4 separate regions of the Mus musculus genome follow, and all the other regions are linked to region 1. The links are chromatin contacts, called in public HiCAR-type and promoter capture Hi-C maps. All regions are on one chromosome and are shown on one strand. The core of a region is the stretch at or near the end of the contact, and the rest is flanking DNA. Distances in the headings are between cores, read along the strand shown. Region 1 holds the start of Eya1 (EYA transcriptional coactivator and phosphatase 1). Region 2 holds the start of Tmem70 (transmembrane protein 70). Region 3 holds the start of Ube2w (ubiquitin-conjugating enzyme E2W (putative)). Region 4 holds the start of Stau2 (staufen double-stranded RNA binding protein 2).

Region 1 (5,726 bases), core at 1,191-3,690:
TGAACATACATCTAAGTAGGGCTGGCAGGCAAGCTGCTTTTTTGCCCAACACAGATCAACCTGTGGGCTCCCCAATTTGAAAGACAATGGTTATTTTCTAATCAGAATGTATTGGGGGGGGGCAAAGAATGCTCCTTACGCAGGATATACATTTCTCCTCTGTCTGCATTTCCAGGTCTCTGTTGTAATATAAATCTCAAGTCTTAAAAATAAAACCTCACCCTAAAGTGAGAAAGAACTTCTACGGGGAGGTAAATGTTTGTCACATATTAACACTGCATTTTCTTATCAAAGCTTCCATAAACTAAATGCTCAAATGCTAGTGATATTATCTTAATGTAATATTCTATACAGCTTTTTTAATTATCTCCTTTAAAGAAACCGAGAAAACATAATTCTTCTGAAACCAAAAACGAACAAGTGTTTGGAACACATCATTCCTGTCTTCAGCTTTAAAAAGGAAAGGACTGTTTTCAAAATCAGCATTTATTGACAATGTTGACTGAAATACTTTTGGTTATATGATAAAAAGATTCTGTTCCTGCTGCAAGGACCTCTTTTTTTCCCATTGTATTCTTAGGAAATACATTTTCACACTCCAGTGGAAATTTTCTTTTTCAAAAAATCATTTATCATGCCTGTGAAACTCACAGAGCAGCTGACTTTATTTGGCACTTAAAAGTTGAACTGAACGGTGGCTCAATTAGACTTCTATGTCTGTCACCACAAAGAGTTTTCAAAGGCTGAAAATCCACAGCTGCTTGCTTACTTACTAAACACTTTGGGCCTTAGGAGAACTCAAGCATCGAGAAAGTCAAATATTAAATGTTTGATCATATGAAGGCATGACTATTCCTGTGTGCATGTCCCCAAACTCTAAACAGAGCGGGGGAAAGACTCTCACAAGCATAAAATAAAACCTTCTCTGAAAGACATTAGAAAGACAACTTCAAACCTATACAGCTACACACCATGATTCCCAGCTAACAAGTTTCTATACCCCTGGCCATCTTAAGAAATGAAACTTAAAAACACTTGTCTAAACTCAATGACAGTTCATAATGTATTGAATTATTGCAAACGTTATGCTTAAATGTCTTCAAAATTCCTCCCAAGAGTGTAAGCCTATGAGTTGTTAGCAATTCAAATACTGATTTTGAAGGGCCGTGCTTTACACGAATATTCAAAAGTTTCAAAATCTGGAGTTTAGCTTCCAAGTGCATTCAAATCACAAAAAGGGCCAGAGAGGGACAAATACTTTAAGGGACCAAAGGCTTATTGTATCGAATACTGAAGATGAGCCTGCTTAGTAAAGTCTTTGATAAATTTGCTTTGGAACAAAAAGGTGTCCTTCTTGAAAACATAGTTATCAGCTCGTTGTTCATCTGCTGAGTTTTCCGTTGTAAACCTTTCCTCATTTATCAACCTAGCCGTAGAAAAAGTGATCTGTGTAATAAATACCACTAAGTATACCTTTCGTACCTATACATCTATGTATGGATATAACCCTGTTCAATACCACTCAATATTCTGGGGCTAGTGCAGCAATTAAGAAAAGATATGAAATAATTCCCCCGTCTGAGAATATTACCTAGTGTTCTACTTATCTATAAAAATCAGAACAAAAGTAGTTAATTTGCAATGATCCTTTAATGATCCTAATGGCTCCGATCATTTGGAGGGTAAAGATTACAATTTTACGACGGAACCCAGCGGCTTCTAAAGTCCCAGAAACAGTGTTATTGTTTTCCCCAAGCCACAGTGCTTTTTTTCTTTGAAAACAAACCAAAACCCTAATAAAGGCTCTCCAGTTATCTCGGGCTTTGCCCACCAGACAGTAAGTAGTACTTGGTCATTACAGTTTTTCAAACACCAGCTTGTACTTACAGCGCTCACATCTGCTGCCTCCACCGGTTTAGTGTGCTCCTTGGAGTTTTCTGTGTTAGCAGACCTCCATTCCTGACATAGTTTGGCTGCTGTGCAGGAACACGGGGACCCGGGAGCTCTCAGAGGCGCTGTGACGCGGCTGGCAGCGGAGCGCAGAGGCCGGGGATTGCCCGGCTCCCGGGGACTGCGCCCGGGCGCTGCTGCAGGCTCGGGCTGTGGAGCGACTGAGCGCGATCGCCTTCCCCAGGAAGGACCCCGCCACCGCGCACCGCCACAGGAAGGCTTCCAGTCGGAAGTGGCCCTGCACACTCGCTACCTCGCCGCAAGCTCGGAGCCATCAGCTCGCCGCGGTCTGTTTGGGAACGGCTTTGCGCCCCAGCGAACGGCAGCGGCAGATAGCATCTGAGACGCCTAGACAAAGAAACAGCAAAATCTCATCCCCCGATTTGTTTGCGCAGCCTTGTAGGTCTGCCCACGAAGCCTCGGGGCTTTTTGTTTTGTTTTGTTTTTGCAACGCAAACCACAGCTAGTCTCTTGTCCTAACCTTATTGGTTTAAATGCAACAATTGAGAGGAGCAGAGCTTGGTCTGACTCAACCTCGCTGCTTTAAAAAAAAATTTATTATGTAAATGACGCGCCCCATGATATCTGAATAAACAGCTGTGGGGGAAGAACTTGTGGGAACCTCTGTCAACACACACACATCCTCCCGCGCCAGTAGCTCCCAATTAAGATCTTTGGGGAGTAGTTGCATGTTATCTTTTACACTTTTTCAATACTTTTTTTAAAATTTTTTTTGAGGACCTGAAACTTAGGAGAACGGATACTTTTAACACTTTTTCCTAAAGTACCTACCTACTTACAGGTCTGGAGAAGATTTAAAAAAAAAAAGCTGTTTCTATGAAGTAGAGGGAGAATGGGCAAACGTGTTAGCTATTAGCAGCTTAACAATGAAAGCCTGGCGGAGGATTCTGCAAGGGTTGCTAGGAGGCCAAAGGCTTCAGTTCTTTGGCTAGGACCCAGATAATATTTCACCATTAACATTTTTAAATGGGTCTTGAGAAGAGATTCGTTTAGTCTGGAACTTGCTTTGCAACTTATCCTTTTAAAAACTCACAACCTTAATTCAGAATCTATGAGTTAGGCGTTCGTTCGGTGACACCTAGGAGCTGAGCTTCAGTTAACAAACTATGTTTTATCCAAGTCAAGGGTTTAGCCATTATGATAATTTGTAATCTTGAAAGAAGGCGTCTCCTTATATGGGTTAATATTTTGTCGGTCCTATATCACAGTTTAAATGCAAATGCAAACTAACACTCACTCTGAAATTAAGTCTGGATATGCATTTTAAGAAGGTATTTTTATCATCACCAATATTTCTATTCTATGTGCTCTTTTTATTAAAAAAAAAGTCTCCTTATTTTAATTTCTCACCTTGGTATGAACATGTTTTTACATCACAGTAACTTCACATCAACTAATAGAGGAGATAGATGGGTCCTACCTTAACTCTGCCAATTAGGAAACGAAAGCACCTTCAGATGATGCAAACAAAACCCAACTAAATGGTTCTAAGGACCAAAATTCCAAACAGGAGTTCTCCCTTCCCCTCCTAGAAAGGATGCCAGTCTAAATTCCTTGCAAAGGAGCACTTTGTCAAACCTAAGAGGCAGCTGGGACTTCAAACTCACCTAGGATTTCATCTTGTTCAGCACCAGCAAGGAACCATGAGCTAGGTATCTACCATATTTGGGAAGCCAGGTCAAAAAAACAGTTGATTGCTATTGGATCATATATGCAGCTGACATAGTTACGTTACCTCCTACAGCACTCTCTCAGACCAGAAGGATCAGTTATTCAACATACCAAAGTGCATGTGCAGAAAAAACAAAGTCTATTATGGAGTTTTCTGTTGCAGTCAGGTAAAATCTAATGCTACATTAGTTCTATTTACAATACCAAGCACCCAGACAGTAACTTCTTTTGCACTTAGATTTGTTACTAAATTACCCAAGACATAACATTTGACCTCTGGCTTAAACTTTACCTTCAGCTATTGCATTCATGCTTCCTATAGGTTAAAATTATTTTGGACATGTATTGCTCAAATGTCATTCATGCAGTTCATAAAAGATTATAATATTGGAGAACCCAGAATGTGCACACTCTGTGAAGTCAAAGCGGCAGAAATACCATGTCAGTTTTACATACAAGTTACTTGTCTATGTTACAGTCAAATTTATCGTATTACATGTACTTTTGTAATGAAATTCAATAATTTTTATTTAAATAACCAAGCAAAATGCCTTCAAAGAAATGACTCGTGTAATTATGAATAAAATTAGGAAAGATATGATGAATTTAATGTAACCACTAATGGGTATAATATAGCTCATACCTCATAATTATGAAACACACAGCTTAGTCACTGGTTAGAAGAAATAACCATGTGCATATTTACCACTCTTAAATAGTTTCCTTTTTCTTAAGCAAAGCTAAATGTATTAAAAAGAATCACATGTTTACTTATAAATTTTGTCTGGTTACTAACCCCAAATATGTAGTAATTATTCCATATGCAGCTTGAACCCAAAGTATGATATGCTATGATAGATAACCAAAAGGTAATATTATGAAATTTTTATCAACTATAATTATATAACTTGATCACATACCACAAAGAACCAAACTGTTTCCTAAATCCGCCCTAGAGCTTACACAAAGCTGAGGGAAGTTTGCTGGAAAGTTCAGGCTGAGTGGGATGTTTGAATACCCTAACAGAGATGCAAAGATCTTTCAGATAACATTCTTACCACCAAGCAGGTTTTATTGGCCAGGGCAGCTCTTGCCTGAATATGCTCCCACTCAGACATCAGATGTCTGCCATTCTCATAAACGTTTCCAGTACCTTTAGATTAGGACAGAATTTTAAATAAAGATATGCTCACAAAAATCAACAAACATCCTTAGACAAGGTCCAAAGCAAGAGAGCCCTTGCAACAATACAAGGGAACAGTTTCTCCACCTACAGGAACAAATAGCTAATTAACTACATTAACATAAGAAATGCTGAGAAAGTCTGGCCAAGGCACAGTAAAGGATTCCCCTTCCATTTCAGTAATGGCAGCTGATTGGTCGGAAGGGCCGGAAGGGCCTCGAACTTTCCAGTAAAAGATGTCTTCTCCTCCTCCTCCTGCTTACCCCGTAGATTAAGCACCCATGCCCTTTCCCTAGTTTCTCTGCACATGCAAATCTTGAGAGGTGACTGTTTCTCAGGAGGAATGGCAGTGAGTTTCATAATTTAATTAACACTTTAAGGACAGACAAAACGAAGTGACTACTGCCCCCCCCCTCTCACAGGATTAAAATCAACAATATCAGAATATACAGTGTCTCACAATTTAAACTGTTGGAAGTATGGAAAGAAAATATCCCAAAATATCATAGTTCAATTCCCCCTGCCTCCTGGTATATTTGTGTTTCTTTTGCTCTGCACCATAGCACTAGAGTGCTAGCTTCTTTGTAGCCCCCTGGGTGGGGCGTGTAACTGAGTAGTTGGTCAGTGAGCCTTGATGTTCTGTGGACTGGTCCCTTCCATGGCACGTGCTTTCTCCATTGGCGTGACATCTACAGTGAGGGGTCCTGCTTCCAAGTACCCTTCAGTTGAAACACAACCAAGAAAAACATCCTCTATTTATTTTAAGAATGATATTAAATCCACCAAGCAAAATGTCTACCAACATTTGCTAAATGCTTTCCATTCAAACTCCAACATGAATAGCTTTTAACAGTAAATTTAAGGAGGCAATTGCTATTAGCTGTACCATGGAAACTTATTT
Region 2 (5,726 bases), core at 1,540-4,039, 2.4 Mb after region 1:
TTAGGGTTAGGGACTCAGCCACCCATGACATCATGCCTGCAAGGCAATCATGGTATCACTGAGCTGTGTCCCCAGCCCTGCCCACTGAGCTGTGTCCCCAGCCCTGCCCACTGAGCTGTGTCCCCAGCCTTGCCCATTTAACCTCTTAGTGCTGTTTCAAAGCAATTAAGCAGTGTCTTCTGCTCAATTTTCTGACCCATGGTAAAAAATCTAATGCTATAAAAAACACTTGGCAAATAGCAAAGTGTTTTGAAAGTGTTTGTCAAAATGTAAAAAATAAGGAGTTCTACTTATTTATTTAATCTTGTCATGGCCATGTATTTGGACGGGCTAAATTAAGTTTTATTTATGGCATAATTTCACAATAACTTCTCTTAAATGTCTTTTACAAACATCAGTGCATATATGTGGGATATATAGTGCAAAACTATAAATAAGTTAGTTCAGTTTTTTTTTCTTTTCTCAAAACAAATTCTGGTTGTAAAACACCTATGTATTATACTGGGGAGTCCAATTTAAAGCAAAACAAAACCATTCTTACTAAGAAGCAAAACTTTCAAATCATTTACACATTCACATTCTATGTATTTTTCTCATAGTCAACAAGTGGACTCAAATGGTTTAAGATACCCCACTATTTAAAGAGAAAAGTGTCTGCAATAATTTGAAACCACGGAATTAACTTTATTTCAGCACTGGCTGCAATCTTCATAATTTCTTTGAGTTCCTCCTTTGATACATAGCAACAGCTTTTAATCTCATTGGGATCTGGATTCAAGGTTACATCCTTCCTCAGCAACAAAATGTAATCAATTTCACATTCACCCAAGATACCATCAGATTGGACCTTGTAGTAAATTCTTGTTAGGTAACTGATTTCATTTAGATCAACCTCTTCCAAGAGGATTCCCAACTCTGCTTTTAAGCACCTCTGTGCTGCTCGCTTCACAGCAATGGCATTGTTTTCATCCAGCTCACCTGGACACTTAATAGATGACTACAGCAACTATTGGTGAAACAACCTGGAAAGGTAATTTTAGCATCTGATCTCTGCTGTAACAGGAGCTTATTTTCATTATTAAACAAGAAGACACTAAATGCTCGGTGGATGTAATAATCCTTTGTTGATGGATTCATTCAGGTGACAGTTTTTCTTGGTGTCAGCTCCAATTTTATTGCCATTTTCATCAATAAGAATACACATCTTTGCTACAAAGTAAACTGATTTTTCATCAAGATGGTTGGTATTTATTTCAGGCATTATGACCTGAATGTCTGACCTGACCTAGAACACAGAGATTCCAGTTAGAGGTAGTCTCGTGTATTTTTAGATGCATGTCCTATTACACATTTGCACCATGAGTTCCCAAATTTATGCCGTTACAGTGCTCCCTCTACTCCTGTCTAAGTCCTGTGCAATAGGCACTAAGTATCATCTGCCTTTGGGAGAAAGGTATAGTGTTGATTCAAAAAACTCTCACCTCAATGGAGAGAAAAGAGAACTTATTCTAGAACCAAATGAGTGATCATGGCTTGGAAACACAGATTTATGTCACCCCCTGTCCCCATGTTCCATGTTTCAACATGGAAGTAGTTTCATGAAGCTTTTTTATAGTAACAGAACAAAGAAAATCATCAGTCAAGACAGGTTTCTACATTAGTGGGATGGTTAGGTACGTTTTTTAAAAGTGGGGAAACCTGTTTTAGGCTTCAGGTGCTATTTGACAGTACTCGGAAAACTAATACCCTGTGCATTCCAAATGAAAGCTTGAACTCGGTGTGTTCCAGCTGAAGGTCGTGAAGATGTTAGGTACACAGGAGGACAATACATTAAGGCTACTAAGAGATCTGCAAATGGCCCATGATAAATTGGCTCTGGATTTGCAACACTGTAGATTCTTCTATGTCAGTCCGTGCTAGGCAAGATACACTCCCCACCTTGGACATGATGGGGGCTTTGTTTGTTTGTTCCTTTGGTTTTTGTTTTTGTTTTTTTGTTTTTTTTCGAGACAGGGTTTCTCTGTATAGCCCTGGCTGTCCTGGAACTCACTCTGTAGACCAGGCTGGCCTCGAACTCAGAAATCCGCCTGCCTCTGCCTCCCGAGTGCTGGGATTAAAGGCGTACGCCACCACACCCAGCTCGGATACGACGTTTTTAATGGGGAAAAAAAAAAATCTGTCAACAAAATCGAAAATTATGTGAAAAAATTCCATTTTCTCCTATCTCAGTGGTGGAATTAAGTTAAATCATTAAATCTTTTTTTTTTTTTTTTTCCCCCGAGACAGGGTTTTTCTGTGTAGCCCTGGCTGTCCTGGAACTCACTCTGTAGACCAGGCTGGCCTCGAACTCAGAAATGCGCCTGTCTCTGTCTCCCAAGTGCTGGGACTAAATCATTCATTCATTTTGTTAATATCATATCATAGCATACAAAGTATTTAAACATTATAACATTAAGTACCTTAAACTACATTCCTTTTGGGCTGATATGCTACAATTACTTCTGCGAAGCTAAATCATTTTCCCAAACCAGTTTTAGGACCTATAAAGTGACTTTCATGAGAACGAAGTATTTAACTAGGCTTCTGGTCACTGTCTTTTTCACATGCCTACACACTCTGTCCTTGCACACGGTCAAAAGCCGACCAAATACTAGGAATTCGGTTGAAGCCCATCATCTTAAGCAGGGAGTTGGGGTTTTGGGTCATTTGCTGCCTGGAACCCACCAGGTGGAGAAGGTTGCAGGCCGGCCGCATTTTCTGCGCACGCGCGCGCACCAATCCGGCCGCGTGTTCCGTTTAAGGGGCGGAGCCTCATCGCTCTTGTGGGGGCCACTGTCGAGCGGAGTCGCTTTTGGGTGTCCTTGGCCGCAGCTGGAAACTGACGGCCACCTTCTCCAACTCGCAGCATGCTGTTGGGGTTGGGCGGCCGGTGGGCAGCGGGCCTATGGCCGGGCCGGACGAGGACGACGTGGTGTGTGGCCGCCGCGCTCCGAGGTTCCGGGATCGCTTTCTGGCGTGCGGCCTCGCTAGCCGAGCCAGAGCGGCTCCGGAGCGGCGGGCATCTAGCGCTAGCCGAGTCTTGCGGGCCACCCGGGCGAGCGCAGGTCGGCTGTTCGTAGGCTGTGGTGGTGGGGAGCGGGCGCAGCATGGGGTCTGGGAACTCCAGTGCTGAGGGGACACTCCCGGTGCGGGCCTGGGAGGAGCAGGCCTCGACCTCGGGGTCCGCAGCTGCTGTCAATCCAGGGATTGATTCTCCTTTCGAAGGCTATTAAAGCACCACAAATGGTTCTTTTTGTTGTTTTTCAGAGACAGGATGTCCCAGTTTTGTAGACTCACCTGTCCTGAATTCGCTATATAGACCCGGTTGTCCTCGAAATCAGAGACTCGCCTACCTATTGACTTCCCATTCTAGGATTAAAGATTTGCTCTGCTGCGCAGGGACTTATTTCTTACTCTAGAGCTAAAGGTCAGAAGGGCGCTAAGTGCTAAGAAATTGATGCAGCACGTGGAGCTAGCCTCCTAAGTTGTGTTACTTGTCCGTTTTTAGGAATTTCTTTGATTACGGAGTGAAAGGTGGGGTGTGGATGTTATTGAACAAAGTACGTAGTATGTTAAACTATACTATAAAATGTAAGAATTTTGTGGGTTTTCGAGACAGGGTTTCTCATGTGTAGTCTTGGCTAACCTGGGACTTGCTCTGTAGACCAAGCTGGCCTTGAACTCAGATATCCCCTGCCACTGCCTCCAGAGTGCTGGGATTAAAGGTGTAGCTCGGCAAGAATTTTATGTATATTAAGCTACATTGTAATATATAAGAATTTTAAAAACTTTTAAGAAATGCTGAAAGTGGTAATTGAATTATTTGTTGTTAGTTGCTTGTGGGTGGGTTTCCCTGTGTAGCCCTGGCTGATCTGTTGACCAGGCTGGTGCTGGCTTCAAACTCACAGATAAAAGGTGTGTGCTATAGCCAAGGGTCTCGAGATATTGGACTCTTAACTGAATTTCAACACAAATTAGGCATACTTTTTACATTTTTAAATGTGAGCAATGTGAAATTCATTTTTAGATGCTCATTTATACATACTTGGGAAACTCCTGTTTCATATAGCTTTCAAGCAGTTTTTCAAGCAAGCTTTCTTGCTAAGAGATAGAAGGCCCAGGGTATGGTAGTGGCACAGACTTAAAGTCCCAGTGTTAGCTCTGGAGGCTCAGACAGAGGATCAGCATGAGCTTCATGGTCAGTTGGAGGCCAACATGGACCACATTGATGACTGGACTTGATCTTCAAAACAAAATGGGGTACAAGGTATATGCAAGGCTTTCAGGGAGACAGCCTTAAAAATGCTAGTTATTCATGTAACTAGTTCCTAAGTACTAACCACAGGGGTGGTAGGAGAAGCCTAGTCTGTGGAGGCTTTTGTCTTCAGGATGGGAGTTTGATCTCTGGACATGCCTGTGCATACGAACCCACCAAACAAAACAAAGCAAAACAAACCCCTCAATTTACAGTATTTTGCTAAGATTGTTTTTTGTTGTTTTTTGACTGGACTTGAACTCAGAGATTTACGTGCCTCTGCCTCCTGAATGTTGGGCTCAAAGACATGTACAGTCATGCCCTCTGTATTTTCTTAGATTATTACATTAAAGCAAATTTAAACAAATGTTTTTGCCTATGTAGTATCTGTGTACATACATGTGGAGGTCATCATTGACTGTCTTCTATCTCAATCTTATTTAAGATTTTTTTGAGGCCAAGTTGGCCTCAACTCAGATCAGCCTGCCACTGTCTCCCAAGTGCTGAGACAAAGGGCATGCACCACCACTGTGTAGCACGACTTTTACTTTATATGTATGGGTGTTTTGCTTTCATGTATGTGTATACATACGTACGTACATACATACATATGAACGAACCACACCTATCAGTGCTCATGAAGGCCCAGAAAGGGCATGGATGCCAAGGGCTTGGGTTGCAGAAGGTTGTAAGACACGTAGGTGCTGGGACTCTGAACCTTGGTTGTCTGGAAGCGCAATGAGCCTCTCCATCCTGAAGCCTGGTTTTAAGAGATAAGATCTCTGACTCTGGAGCTCTCTGGTTGGCTAGAGTGGCCGGCAGGAAGCCTGGGAATCCTCTAGGTTATTTGAGAGAATTCTTTGCATGGCATTGTAACAAGTTCTCTTTGTTATATTTAAATGAAATAAAAACAACATTGATAGAAATAAAAATTTGTTCAACCAGTTACTCAATGGTTTCTTGTTTCAGCAGATACCTGTTTGTTGGGAACAATGTGTCCGCTGCTTCCATACACAAGTTGATAAGCCAGAAAATGGCAGGCTGATTTATACTGGAAACCTGGCCCGAACGATATTTGGTGAGTAGTCTGAAGTGAGATTATTTCCTTATTTTCCTTTTTCTTTTTGAGATTATAAAATAATTACGCTTCTCCCTTCCCCTTCCTGCCTTCAAAACTTCCTATATCCCCTCCCCCGTTAGTTTCGTTTAAATTCATGGCGTCTTATCCTCAGTTATTGCATGGATATATGTATATGCATAAATATTTCTAATTATAATTTGTTGAATAGATACAGTGTTACTTGTTTGTGTTTTCAGGGCTGACCATTTTGTGATGAAAAACCAGTTGATGTGTTCTTTCCTGGGGAAGACCACCTCTCCCAGGCCCAGCTTTACTCAATTGCCTGTAGTCTTTGCATGGGGTTGAGATCTC
Region 3 (5,726 bases), core at 2,207-4,706, 2.3 Mb after region 1:
TACAGTTAAAAAACCAAAAATGCAATTTCAGGGTTTGGCTAAAGTTAATATACCAGTATTGTTAAACTTTACAAACATTTCAGAATCACATTTAAAAAGTAATAAAACAATTCTCTTGCAGTATATAAGGAAAGTTTTAAACTCATCTTCCAAGTGCTACTAGCACTGAAACCTATTTTCTGAATTAACAAAATTAAGTTTATGTCTATTTCTTTATCGTCTACCATTTTAAGTATTGCCGTTTAGCAAATCATTCTTTTAAGAATGAATTCTTAGGGCTGGAGAGATGGATCAGCAACTAAGAGTGCTTGTTGATCTTTCAGAGGCCCCAGCACCCACATGGTGACTCCAGTTTCAGTGGGTCTAAAGCCATCTTCTGGCCCCTTCAGGCATACACAGACATACATGCCAGGCAAAACGCCCATGCACATAAAACTAAAATATATCCAAAAAAGCTTTTTCTAAAGGAAGAATTCTTAAAATATTATCTCACTTGGTGATTTCTGACTTTGCTTGTAAAAGAACTAGTAGGAAGCATAGGTGAGGCAAAATGGAAAAGGATGGATCAGGGTGTGAAACGCATCCCACTGAACTGTACCCAGATGAATCTAGCAACAGCAGCTTCCCCACAGCACATGGGCATGAGAACAAAACCCTGTATCCCTCACCTTCCTAGCCAGCTTCCGGGCTGGGCTCTTCCAGCCGCCAACATCGTCATCTATCTTACTGTACTTAGTGTGAATGGAAGAAAGTTGAGAAGCACTGGCAGGATGCATGACAGCAAAGTCAGACACAGTGGAACAACCTGCAAGCCCAGGACTCAGGAGACCCAGGCAGGAAGAGCGCAAATGTGAGGTAAGCATAGGCTACCCAGCAAGAACCGGTTTCAATGAATGAAGATAAAACACATAAAAGCAAGCTGGGCAGTAGTGGCGCACACCTTTAATCTCATCCAGCACTCAGGAGGCAGAGGCAAGTGGACCTGAGAGTTTAGGGTCAGCCTGGTCTAGTTCCAGAAAAGCCAAAACAAAAACATAAAGGTAATTATAATCTCAAAGTCCACATTCTCTAGTTAGAAGTGAAGACTTTCCTTACTTGGTTTTACTATATATAAAAATTATTTCATTGTTACCAAGTAATCAAACCCCACATTACATATGTATGCATGTTTTTAAAATACAGCAGCTTAAGTAACCTTTTCTTTAGCAAAAACAATATCCCCTAGGGTAAGATGAATTAATGAACACATTTGATCACTTATAGTGTTATGTTAAGTTATTTTGAAAAGAGTTAACTTCTGCTGTAAAGATGGTCAGGAAATAAACTTTGAGCAAAGATACCAAATGAAAACCACACCAAAGAGTGATTCTGCTATTGAGCTGAGAGCCAGTTCAGAAGTTAAGAGAAAGAACTACTCTTGAGAAGACCCTGGTTTGATTCCCAGCACCCATAGCCAATACCTGGCAAGCACCTGTAACTCAGATCCAGAGCAGGTGTGGCCTACACAGGTACTTTCATACCCACATACCCACCCAGAGATAACATACACAATTAAGAAATAAGAAATAAATCTGTGTCAAAATGCTACTATTTCCAGGAAAAATGATCAGATACTTTAAAAGAGATACATATAAAAGGTCAAGATTTAACTTTAGAACAGAAAGGATCCGTTCCCACTCTAATCCAACAAAAGAAAGACGCTGCTACTCTTCCACAGCACTGCCTGAGGCATAGAAACAGGCATAAAAAGCACTTTCCCCCACTGCTGAAGACAAAGTAAATTCCAAAAATAGCAATCTCTTACAAACAAATCTGCCTTTTCCAAAAACTAAGTATAAAAGCTAACCAGCTCTCATGCCAGATACAATCCCAGTGTGGATTTTAATCTTCATTTTTAGTCTTAAATAATGCCTGTATCTTAAGACAGATCACCGTCAAGTGTTAGTAACAAATAATGTCTTAATACAGATAAAAATCTTAAAGCAATCATATAGCCCATCTGCTGTCAACTGATGTTCCACAGTTCCTTTTTTGGCCTCAAATGATGAAACTTCTCTAACGTCTCTGGGGAGACTAGTAAAGTATAACGTTTCCTGAAATTGTTCTTGTTTCACTGCACCATTTCGTGACACCTCTTCACCTAAGAATGCTACTGCAGGAAAGGCCAAAAGTACAAGCAAATGCAAAAAGAATACCATAAGGAAAGCTGATTGAAGGAAGATACAGGGGAAGGAGGGAAATGCGTAAGAATGCAAACCATTGCTAGCAGAGAAGCGCCAACAACGAGATCTTGCTTATTCTTCTAGAAACAAAAACCAAAAATTCTAAGGAAAATGCGGATGTTACTCGAGGATGATGTTAAAACTCCAAAAAGCGTTCCGCTGACACGCTACAAGAGTTCTACTCTCTCTTCCTATGTGCTTTAACACCGCTAGCCCTATCTGCAAATTAAATGCCGGCTATAGATAATGCAATCTCTAGAAACTACAATTGTGGTTGCCATCTTTGCCTGAAAATTTTTTCTTTTATTGGATTTGCAAGGGGGGGGGGGAATACATTAAGTTGGAAGCTACAAAAAACACCTTCAAGTCTGACAGAGCACAGGTTAACAGGCGTCTCCTACCAAACTAAGGTTTTAAAGGTCTGGGAAAGAAAGGCAAAGGAGCCACGGCCTTACCAATCCCGCAAGGGTGGGGCATCGCAAGAAAAAAAAATTTAAGAGGGCGAGTTTCTATCGAGGCCGAGGAGCAGGCCCACGAGCTCGCACGTTGTGGTAGCACAGGACGCTGGGGACAGGGACGAAGGGCGGCTTCGAAGAAGAGACGTGGGCTGCCAGGGAATGCCCAGAGTGCGGGCTGATAGAAGGAGGCACCCACCGGGCACCGGATGAAGATCAGAGAAGAACGAGCATGAGTCCGGCGATCCGAGGCTGCGCGTGGGAGGCCGGGCAGAGGCCGCGGAGCGCCGTGGGCAGGCGGCCGTCCTCGGCGAGGGGCTCTGCCGGTCTCCGGCCGCCCCGACCGCGGGTGACGGCGGCGGGCACAGCTGTTTCCACCCCGCTGGGGAGCGCGAGGGGAAAAGCATCCCGGCGGTGGCCAGGGAGCCGAGCGGCAGGCATCCTCGCGTAGGGGCGCGGAGCGGAGCCCCCACCGCGAAGCGCACGACGAACTTCGCCCTTTCTTCCCCCTAAGCCGCCTTTATGCCACAACTTCGCGGCCGCTACTGTCCGCGGCCACCGGCCGACACCCCCGCTCGGCTCGCCGCCAGGCGATCCCCCGACGCCCCGAGGTCAGGGAAGGTCGCCCGGAGCCAGGCCCAGAGGTCTCGGACGCCGACCCCGCGCAGACGCTCACCTCGTCTCGATGGCCCCCTCGCCCTCCCCGCTGCAGCAGCTCCGCTCACCTGCATTGACGCCATGATGAAACCATCCCCCCAAGGCCAGCGAGGCCCGAGACGCAGGGGGCGGAGCCGCCGTGCTCGCGTCACGCCGCGGGGGCCCAACATCCCGGGCACGGGGGTGGAGTCGCCGATGGGAAGGGGCCCGCGTGTCCGATTGGCTAGCGCGCGGGTGCCCGGGGCGGGGCGGGGCGGGGCCAGGCCGGGCTCCCTAGGTACCTTGCATCCCAGCCAATTTATACGCGGGCCCACCCTCAGTGCTGGCGGAGGCGCTGCTCCAGGTCGGACTGAAGCGTTATGCCGAGGTCACAATGCTGTCCGGGCATTTGGCAGGGAGGGGATCTCATTTTGTTTTTCCAGCTACAAGTGTAAGATTTACAGCCCACCCCCTTCATATGTCTTTTTTACACCTACCGTGTTTTCGCTCCTGAGGCAGATACAACTTCGCCTGGAGATGCTTTCTGGTATTTGCAGACCTAGGAAGCTTCTACTTTGAGGGGCAGAGAGTCACAGGTTTCCCTATAGGACAGAATGAAAACTGAGAGCAGTGATCTTAAAAGCAAGAACAATTGGATTTGAAACGTGCTGGAAAGGGAAGGAGGGTGAATAATGGAGTTCCCTTTTGTGTGCAATTTTCTAGTTCCCTAACCCTCTAAATTGTAAAGTCCAGGTATACCATAAGAGTCGTTGTTACATCAGTCTTACTTTTGATTAACAATTTGACTCTAGCCGTGAAATCTCAATATAATGAATATAGTTTACGTAATTTAATACTTAATACTTAATACTTAAACCTTCTGCCATGCCTAGATTTCTCTTCACCCTATTCTGTGGTGGGCAGTTGCATGATCAGACGACCTATGAGTGAGCTTGAGTAGAAATCGCTGAGCATACAGAATTTATTCTAGGAATGCACCAGTTCTGCCAGCATTTATCAGAAGTCACATTTTTAAAGCTCCTCCGGAACCAAAGATGTCGTTTACTTAAATACCAAACGAAAAATGGAAGCCAAAAGCTTGCACCTCATGTCCTGTCTCTAAAGGAATCAGAGAGGATGGCATGTTGAGTAGAAGGCTTTTACTTTACCCGGATGAAAGTTTAAATCTTTATTTTTATTGACTTGGCTTCATTTTTAGACATTTCTCTAAAATATAAATATAATGGTGATGTAGGTTATCACTCTCACACTTAAGCTAGAGCACGATGTTCCTCTGAGAACATCCGTAAGGAAATGTGTTCAAGAGAGGAAAAGATGTCTAAATCTGCCAGTTTTTCTGTGGTGTAATATTCAAGACGGTTTCTCTTCACCATGGAGGAACTTTTCCATGGGGTTTGCATGACTTGGAGTACAGGACTCAACCAGAAGCATATCCGCTATCAGTTCAGGTATGTCGTTACCATCACAACATGGAACAAAGTGCCCACATAGCCCAGTGATGAGGTACGCTTACAGGAAAGAGTCTCCACCAGGCCTTCCAGAGATCTTTGTCCCTGTGATCTCAGGCTGTAATGTACCAGCTAATGTTCATGTTGTTTTAAAAGTTGATTCTTCTCAAAGGTGTAAATGACAAAGGAGACTCTACAAACATGGCATTATGACCTCATCAAAGTAAATGGCCTACTAGACAAGGTACTCAGAAGGAAGAAAAGCAATTACACCTTGGTGTTGCTTACAGTAGAACTAATGTCAGGTTTCCACCTCACAGGTGTCCAAGGGATCTTCACGGGAGGCAAAGTCACATCCTAGGAAATTCTAAGCAGCTCATAACTACCTATCGTCTTTATTCTTTAATTAATACATAATAGGGTCTGGGGTGTATAGTTCACTGGGAAAACCTGTGGTTAACATGTAGGAGATCCTGGATTTGATCTCTGAGTACGGAAAGCAAAACAAAAGGCAAAAATATATAACAGACTGTTCGCCGACATACTCAGGAGCAAGGAGTGATGTAGAGGCTATTTTCAGTGAGAATAAGTGTTCCTAAAGCTCTTGACTGCCCGTTATTTGATGGAGATACTCACATTTTTTTCCCAGAACATGGCTTATTAGTGGATATGGCCCCTTAAAGTGGGATACTACGAAAAGGGGAAGTGGAAGTGAATCCCCAACAATAGGGAAGGAATTGACACAACCATGTTAGAAAAAGGCTCAGCCATGATGAAGTAAAAGTTAGAAAATCTTTTAAAAAGCAGTATTTTTGATAAAACATAAGTAGCACAAAATGTAATGTTAATTCCACTTAGCAATTCAAACGAATTGTAAAATACATCTTTGGGACAACTGGAGCCAAGTAAAAGTAGAATGAATATGATGAATTGTTCTTTAGTGG
Region 4 (5,726 bases), core at 2,335-4,834, 2.2 Mb after region 1:
ATTTTTGTGGGTTTTTAATTAGATATTTTCTTCATTTACATTTCAAATGCTATCCCCAAAGTCCCCTCCCCCCCTCCCCCTTCCCCCACCCTGCTCCCCAACCCACCCACTTCTGCTTCTTGGCCCTGTCATTCCCCTGTACTGGGGCATATGATCTTCGCAAGACCAAGGGCCTCTCCTCCCACTGATGGCCAACTAGGCCATCCTCTGCTACCTATGCAACTAGAGACACAGTTCTGGGGGGTAACTGGTTAGTTCATACTGTTGTTACTCCTATAGGGTTGCAGACCCCTTTAGCTCCTTGGGTACTTTCTCTAGCTCCTTCATTAGGGGCCCTGGAGACACAAAATTTTTAATGTGACTGATCATGCAGCACTTAACTCCATGCAGCCTGGTATTAACATAGTTCAACTTCACGTTACTGATAGACTGTTTTCTTCCCGTGAATATAAATGATCAGACATAAAGCACTTGACACAAAAGAAACAAAGGTAAGAACTAGGTACAGTGGTGCAGAGGAGGATGAGGTAGAAGGATTGGGAGATCAAGGATAGCTTAACCCAGCAGAGCTTCACACACACACACACACGCACACACACACACACGCACGCACACACACGCACGCACACACACACACACACATGCACACGCACACACGCACGCACACACACACATGCACGCACACACACACACATATATACATGCACACACGCACACGCACACACACACGCACACACACATATATATACATGCACACACACGCACACACACGCACACACACACGCACACACGCACACACACATATATATACATGCACACACACGCACACGCACACACACGCACACACACACGCACACATATATACATGCACACGCACACGCGCACGCACGCACACACACACACGCACGCACACACACACATATATACATGCACACACACACGCACACACACGCACACGCACGCACGCACACACACACACATATACAACACAATAGTAATCAAAAAAGATGGAACTGGGCTAGGATCTAACCAGTGGCAGTGCTTTCCTGGTGTATGAGAGGACGTGGGTCCAGTCCAATTCTAAAGATGGAGATGGAAAGATGGGTCAGTAGTTAAGCACTGGCTGCTCTTCCAAAGACCCTGGGTTTGATTCCCAGAACTCACATGGCAGCTCACAACTGTCTATAACTCCAGTCCCAGGGAATCCAATGTTCTGTTCTGGTTTCCATGGGCAGACATGAAAGGCAGAAGAGAACACAGGTGCAGATATACATACACATAAAATAGCTTAGGAAATATGCTAAAGCAGTTAGGTACAAACACAGTTCTAATATTTTACTAACTACTCATCCTGGGACACTTTCTGCATTGTTTCATATTTTAGACTTCTGTCACTATCAGTTATAGTTTTTAATGTGTGTGCGCGTGTGTCTGTGTGTGCATATATGAGTGGGACATGAAAATGCCACAGAGGGAATGTGGAGGTCAGAGGACAGCTTGCAGGTGCTCCATCCCAGAGCCCCCACACAGTTTACTGCATAGTTTCTGCTGTCCTTAAACTCCTAGGCATGTGCCACCAAACCTGAGGACCTGAGTTTGATCCCCAGGACTCACAAGTTAGAAGATAACAGTGGACTCACACAAGTTGTCCTATGACCTCCACAGTCGTGTACAGGCTTGGCAACGAATGACTTTACCCAATGGGCCATCAAGACAGCCCTACCTATTTTTGTTATTTTGTAGAAAGTCGGTCTTCCCTAGAGCTTCATTCCAGGTAAGTCAAGTAAGGTAAAAATACAAACTTCAACCTTTTCCATGCTGAAGTATCCAGAAGCAAAGGGCTATAACATATCTGTCTTACCCACAAACAGCACAGGGGGTCTGTGTGTGTGGCTGAGTAAATGATAAATGGGCATCATGATAACAGGTGAATCTGGGTAGAGGAATAGACTGTTCTTTGTATTGTTCTTATTCTGACTTTACTGAAAGCTGAAATTGTATCCAACGGGAAGTTAAAAAATATATGCTACTAGAAATTTACCTACTTGAATACAAAACACTGTTTCTTAAGGAAACACAGTAATTTGTGAATATACTACACATGAGCAACAAATCACAACTAGACATCACTTTGGAGTAGATTTCATAAACTACTGCCATGCCATACCTTGAGACAGGTGCCCAACACTGACAGTGGCCACATAAACCATGCATGCAGTTGGGCATTACAGATATGCACACTTAATACAGGCCTGCAACAGATCCACAATCATATGATATTTAGGTTTTTCAGTAAAATAAGACACAAAGACCTGCTTTGTTAAAAAAAAATAGTCAGGTCTTAGTTTTTTCTTTTTTCTTGACTTGTGCCTTTCCTCTATAGTTCTATTCATGACAGTAAGTTGAATCGACTTAGAAAGGATGGGGAAGAAACATTCTACTGAACATTTGACAGTGTTACTATCTTTTTGCCTGCCCAACACCTTCTCTATTTCAAGTGTTAGCCCTCAGAAAACACAAGAATACATCAGAATCCAAGTTCTATTTGTATTAAGAAAGTTCCCTAACACTGGATAACAGATTTTTGGTTACTGTAATACATTTAAGGATCATCTGTACGATTTCTGTGAGATTTGGTCCCTTTTAAATTGCTTAGTGCATTCATACCTATTGGATGGTCCATCTCCACTCAAGTACTTCTAAGCTTTTTTGTGGCGGGGGGGGGGGGAAATAGGAGATAATAATGAAATCTGCTCATACTGCAAAATGTTGTACCTAAATAATTGCAAGGACTTCCAGACTTGGCCCCCACCCCCACCCCTCAGCGCACGCGCCCAACCAGACTCCCATTCCCACCCCCTACCCAGGTCTCCTAGTTCAATCGCCTTGACTGCCTCTGCGAAACTGGCCCGTCACTCTGCCCGGTCCCCCACCCTACAGAGACCCGGTCCTCACGGTAGATTCTGCGGCCAAGCTTTGTGTTTCACCCAACTCCCCACGCCCGGGCAAGGTCACTACCTCCAACTACTCCTTTAAGCCGAGCCGTCACGGTCCTAGTTCGCAGGAGGCTCGGCGGAACTTGCCTGTCATAGGGCTATATTTTGTCCCCTCTGCCCCACCTCCCTTCCCCATTTCGGCGAGTTACGTCTTCGCCACTTGCCCATTATACAGAAATAGCCACCGCCATCGCCCCGGCCCCGCCGCCCCCACGCCCCTGCAAGGCCCGGGTGACCTCCGCGCCCCCCGCCGTCGCGCCCGGCGCCCCCGCCCCGCCCTGCCCCTGCGGACACCTGTACGGCTCGCCGCGGCACACGCCCCCCCTCCCCTCCCCCAGGGCGGCCGAGGGCGGCGCGGGAGCGAGGCCGCGAGAGACGGCCCTGCTGGCTCCCGGCGCTCTGCCTCGGAACCCGCCGGCGGAAGTCAGGCCTGGCGGCGCCGCTCGCACCAGGATTTACCTGCGGGCCACGGACGCCCGGCAGACGGCTCCACATGGGCGAGCGCTCCAGAGCTCCGCCGACGCCGCCTGCTCCCTCCTCGGCTCCCGCCCCCCGCCTCCGCCTGCCGCCCTGCGCTCCCGCCGCGCCCTCCCGGGCCCGCGCCGCGCGCCCCCGCCTGCGCCGCCGCGCCCGCGCCACGCCGCGCGCCCCCGCGCCAGCTCTCTCTCGCGCTCTCTCTCTCCAGCTCGCTCTGTCTCTCTGTCTCTCTCCCCTTTCTTTCTCTGTCTCTCTCCTCTCTCTGTCTGTCTCTCTCTCTCTGTGTCTCTCCCCCCTCTCTTTCTCTGTCTCTCTCTCTCCTCTCTCTGTGTCTCTCTGTCTGTCTGTCTCTCTCTCTGTGTCTCTGTCTCTCTCTCTGTGTCTCTGTGTCTCTGTGTCTCTGTGTCTCTCTCTGTCTCTCTGTCTCTCTCTCTCTCTCTCTCTCTCTCTCTCTCTCTCTCTCTCTCTCTCTCTCTCTCTCTCTCTCTCTCTCTCTCTCTCTCTCTCTCTCTCTCTCTCTCTCTCTCTCTCTCCACCTCTCCCCGCCTCCCTTCGCGGTCGAGCGGCCATTGTTCGCCGCGCCGTTCCCGCCCCCTGGCGGCTTCTGGGACCCCCGCATCCCGGGGCGCTGCGGGGCTTAGGCCTGGGGTCTCGGGCCGCGCCGGGGCCCGTCCCGGGAGCTGCTGCAGGAGCACGCTGAGGGCGCCCGGCCCGCAACTGCGAAGGTGCTCCAGCACCGGCGGCTCAGCCTCTCCCGCACCCGCTGCCCCTGGGCTCTCTAGCAGCCTGTCCCCGACGCTCTGCTCCTACCTTTCCCGGCTCGCTGACTGCCCGCCTCTGCCTAGCTGGGGACGCGCGACCATCCCGCGTCCGTTCCACTGCGGTGCGACGTAGGATTCGGCGGATCCTGCACCTTTCTAGACTGGAGGAGGAAGAAAGGGGAGGAGGGTAGCAAGCAGCGCAAGCGAGCCCCCATCACCTGCTCCACGGCCCACATCATTCATCAGGAAAAAATGAATAATAAATATATTAAAGTTGTGTGCCCGTACCAAAAAAAAAAAAATCTTTAGAGCCAAAAATGAGGATCGTCTTAAAACACTGTCCTAGATCCTTGGTTTTTGAAGAGTGCTAAAAAACTCAAATTACTTGTTCTTTTGTCCTGGTTTAGATATGGGTTAGGTATGGCCAGATAACGTCAGCCTAGTTAAGACCAATGGATTTTAAATAAGTGGCACCAAAAATCATATGAAAAAGAAGTCTAGAAATAGAACTATTAGTGTATTCTGACTGGCATTATTCTTCCTGGGGTTTCCTTGGTATGGCTTGTCTGCCTGGGATATGTCTGTGAGCCCTGTGATTTCAGTCATATTTTAAAACCAACTCTACAAATGAGGCAGTATTTGTGGATCTATTACCTTATACACTGATTTACAATTTTTAAAGAGACAAAAACGTGATACTGTATGTATAGGCGAGATACCTGTAAAGCTCTCTAGCTAGAGCCTGACATCGTAGTTTCCGGTGATACAGTGTAGGCAAGCACTTCGTTTGTCTCTCATGTTTCCCGTGTGCCTTTCTCACTTTTCACTTCCACTAGTTTTCTCAAATATGTGGATTCCTTCTTAAATGGGGACCACCCCTTAATTAATGGTTTCTAGCTACTTGGGCCTCATTCAGGTGTTCAGTGATACAAACGACTACAGGCCCTTCACATCAGGGAAACAAGCCTTCCATGGCTGTTCTTTCCACAAGTTCGTTCGCTCTGCCTTCAATCTATTCTCTCTTCACTCAATGAACAGATTATGAAAAAATGTAAAAAAAAAAGCTGTCAGAAAATACCTCCTGGGGAAGCTAATTCCTTCCAGCAGACCACACTCTTCTCTTGATGCCCTCTTCTGTGACATTGCAAGTCTATTATATTGTTTGTTTTCTCGCCTGTCTTCTTCTGCCAAACACTGCATTGTTGTGGGGCTGGCTCCATCTCATTCATCTCTGTGGTCCCCGCATTCAACAGCAAGTGGGTGGACACTAAGTGGTTTTGAAATAAATTGATGTCTTTATATACTTGGAAGTGACTCTGAAGTGGTCACAAAGTGTATTTTCTTAGATTCCGATTGTTGAAGTTAACTGAAAACTTTATCTCTGCTGTAACTTTCTCTCCTAACATACTTTAAACCCCAATCAGACTAGGGTTTGTTTGTTTGCTTGTTTGTTTGTTTGTTTTTTAAAGGAGTTTTTTTAAAGCTTGAATCT

Evidence for each region. Promoter capture Hi-C pulls out the DNA fragments that hold promoters and counts their contacts. HiCAR-type assays count read pairs that join an accessible place to other places.
Region 2: a promoter capture Hi-C map of the 3T3-L1 cell line shows a contact between it and region 1, with 4 times the contacts expected there. The contact joins the promoter of Tmem70 here to the promoter of Eya1 in region 1. A contact is called at or near these places in 2 of 39 promoter capture datasets (the 3T3-L1 cell line and cranial neural crest) and 1 of 115 datasets of contacts at active chromatin or transcription factors (astrocytes).
Region 3: a contact with region 1 is called in a promoter capture Hi-C map of pre-B cells, with 2.4 times the contacts expected there. The contact joins the promoter of Ube2w here to the promoter of Eya1 in region 1. A contact is called at or near these places in 3 of 39 promoter capture datasets (the 3T3-L1 cell line, 3T3-L1-derived adipocytes and pre-B cells).
Region 4: a HiCAR-type map of astrocytes shows a contact between it and region 1, with 3 times the contacts expected there. The contact joins the promoter of Stau2 here to the promoter of Eya1 in region 1.

The regions. Positions count from the first base shown.
Region 1 is chr1:14,307,759-14,313,484 of GRCm38.p6, forward strand. Eya1 (EYA transcriptional coactivator and phosphatase 1) reads right to left here and starts at 2,441. Exons shown (of 18, transcript NM_001310459.1): 1 at 1,888-2,441.
Region 2 is chr1:16,662,402-16,668,127 of GRCm38.p6, forward strand. Tmem70 (transmembrane protein 70) reads left to right here and starts at 2,790. Exons shown (of 3, transcript NM_027415.2): 1 at 2,790-3,104; 2 at 5,267-5,372. The coding sequence starts at 2,907. It also overlaps the pseudogene Gm7654.
Region 3 is chr1:16,615,835-16,621,560 of GRCm38.p6, forward strand. It overlaps Ube2w (ubiquitin-conjugating enzyme E2W (putative)), which reads right to left and starts at 3,457. Exons shown (of 6, transcript NM_025773.4): 1 at 3,403-3,457. The coding sequence starts at 3,417.
Region 4 is chr1:16,515,718-16,521,443 of GRCm38.p6, forward strand. It overlaps Stau2 (staufen double-stranded RNA binding protein 2), which reads right to left and starts at 3,585. Exons shown (of 14, transcript NM_025303.3): 1 at 3,456-3,585.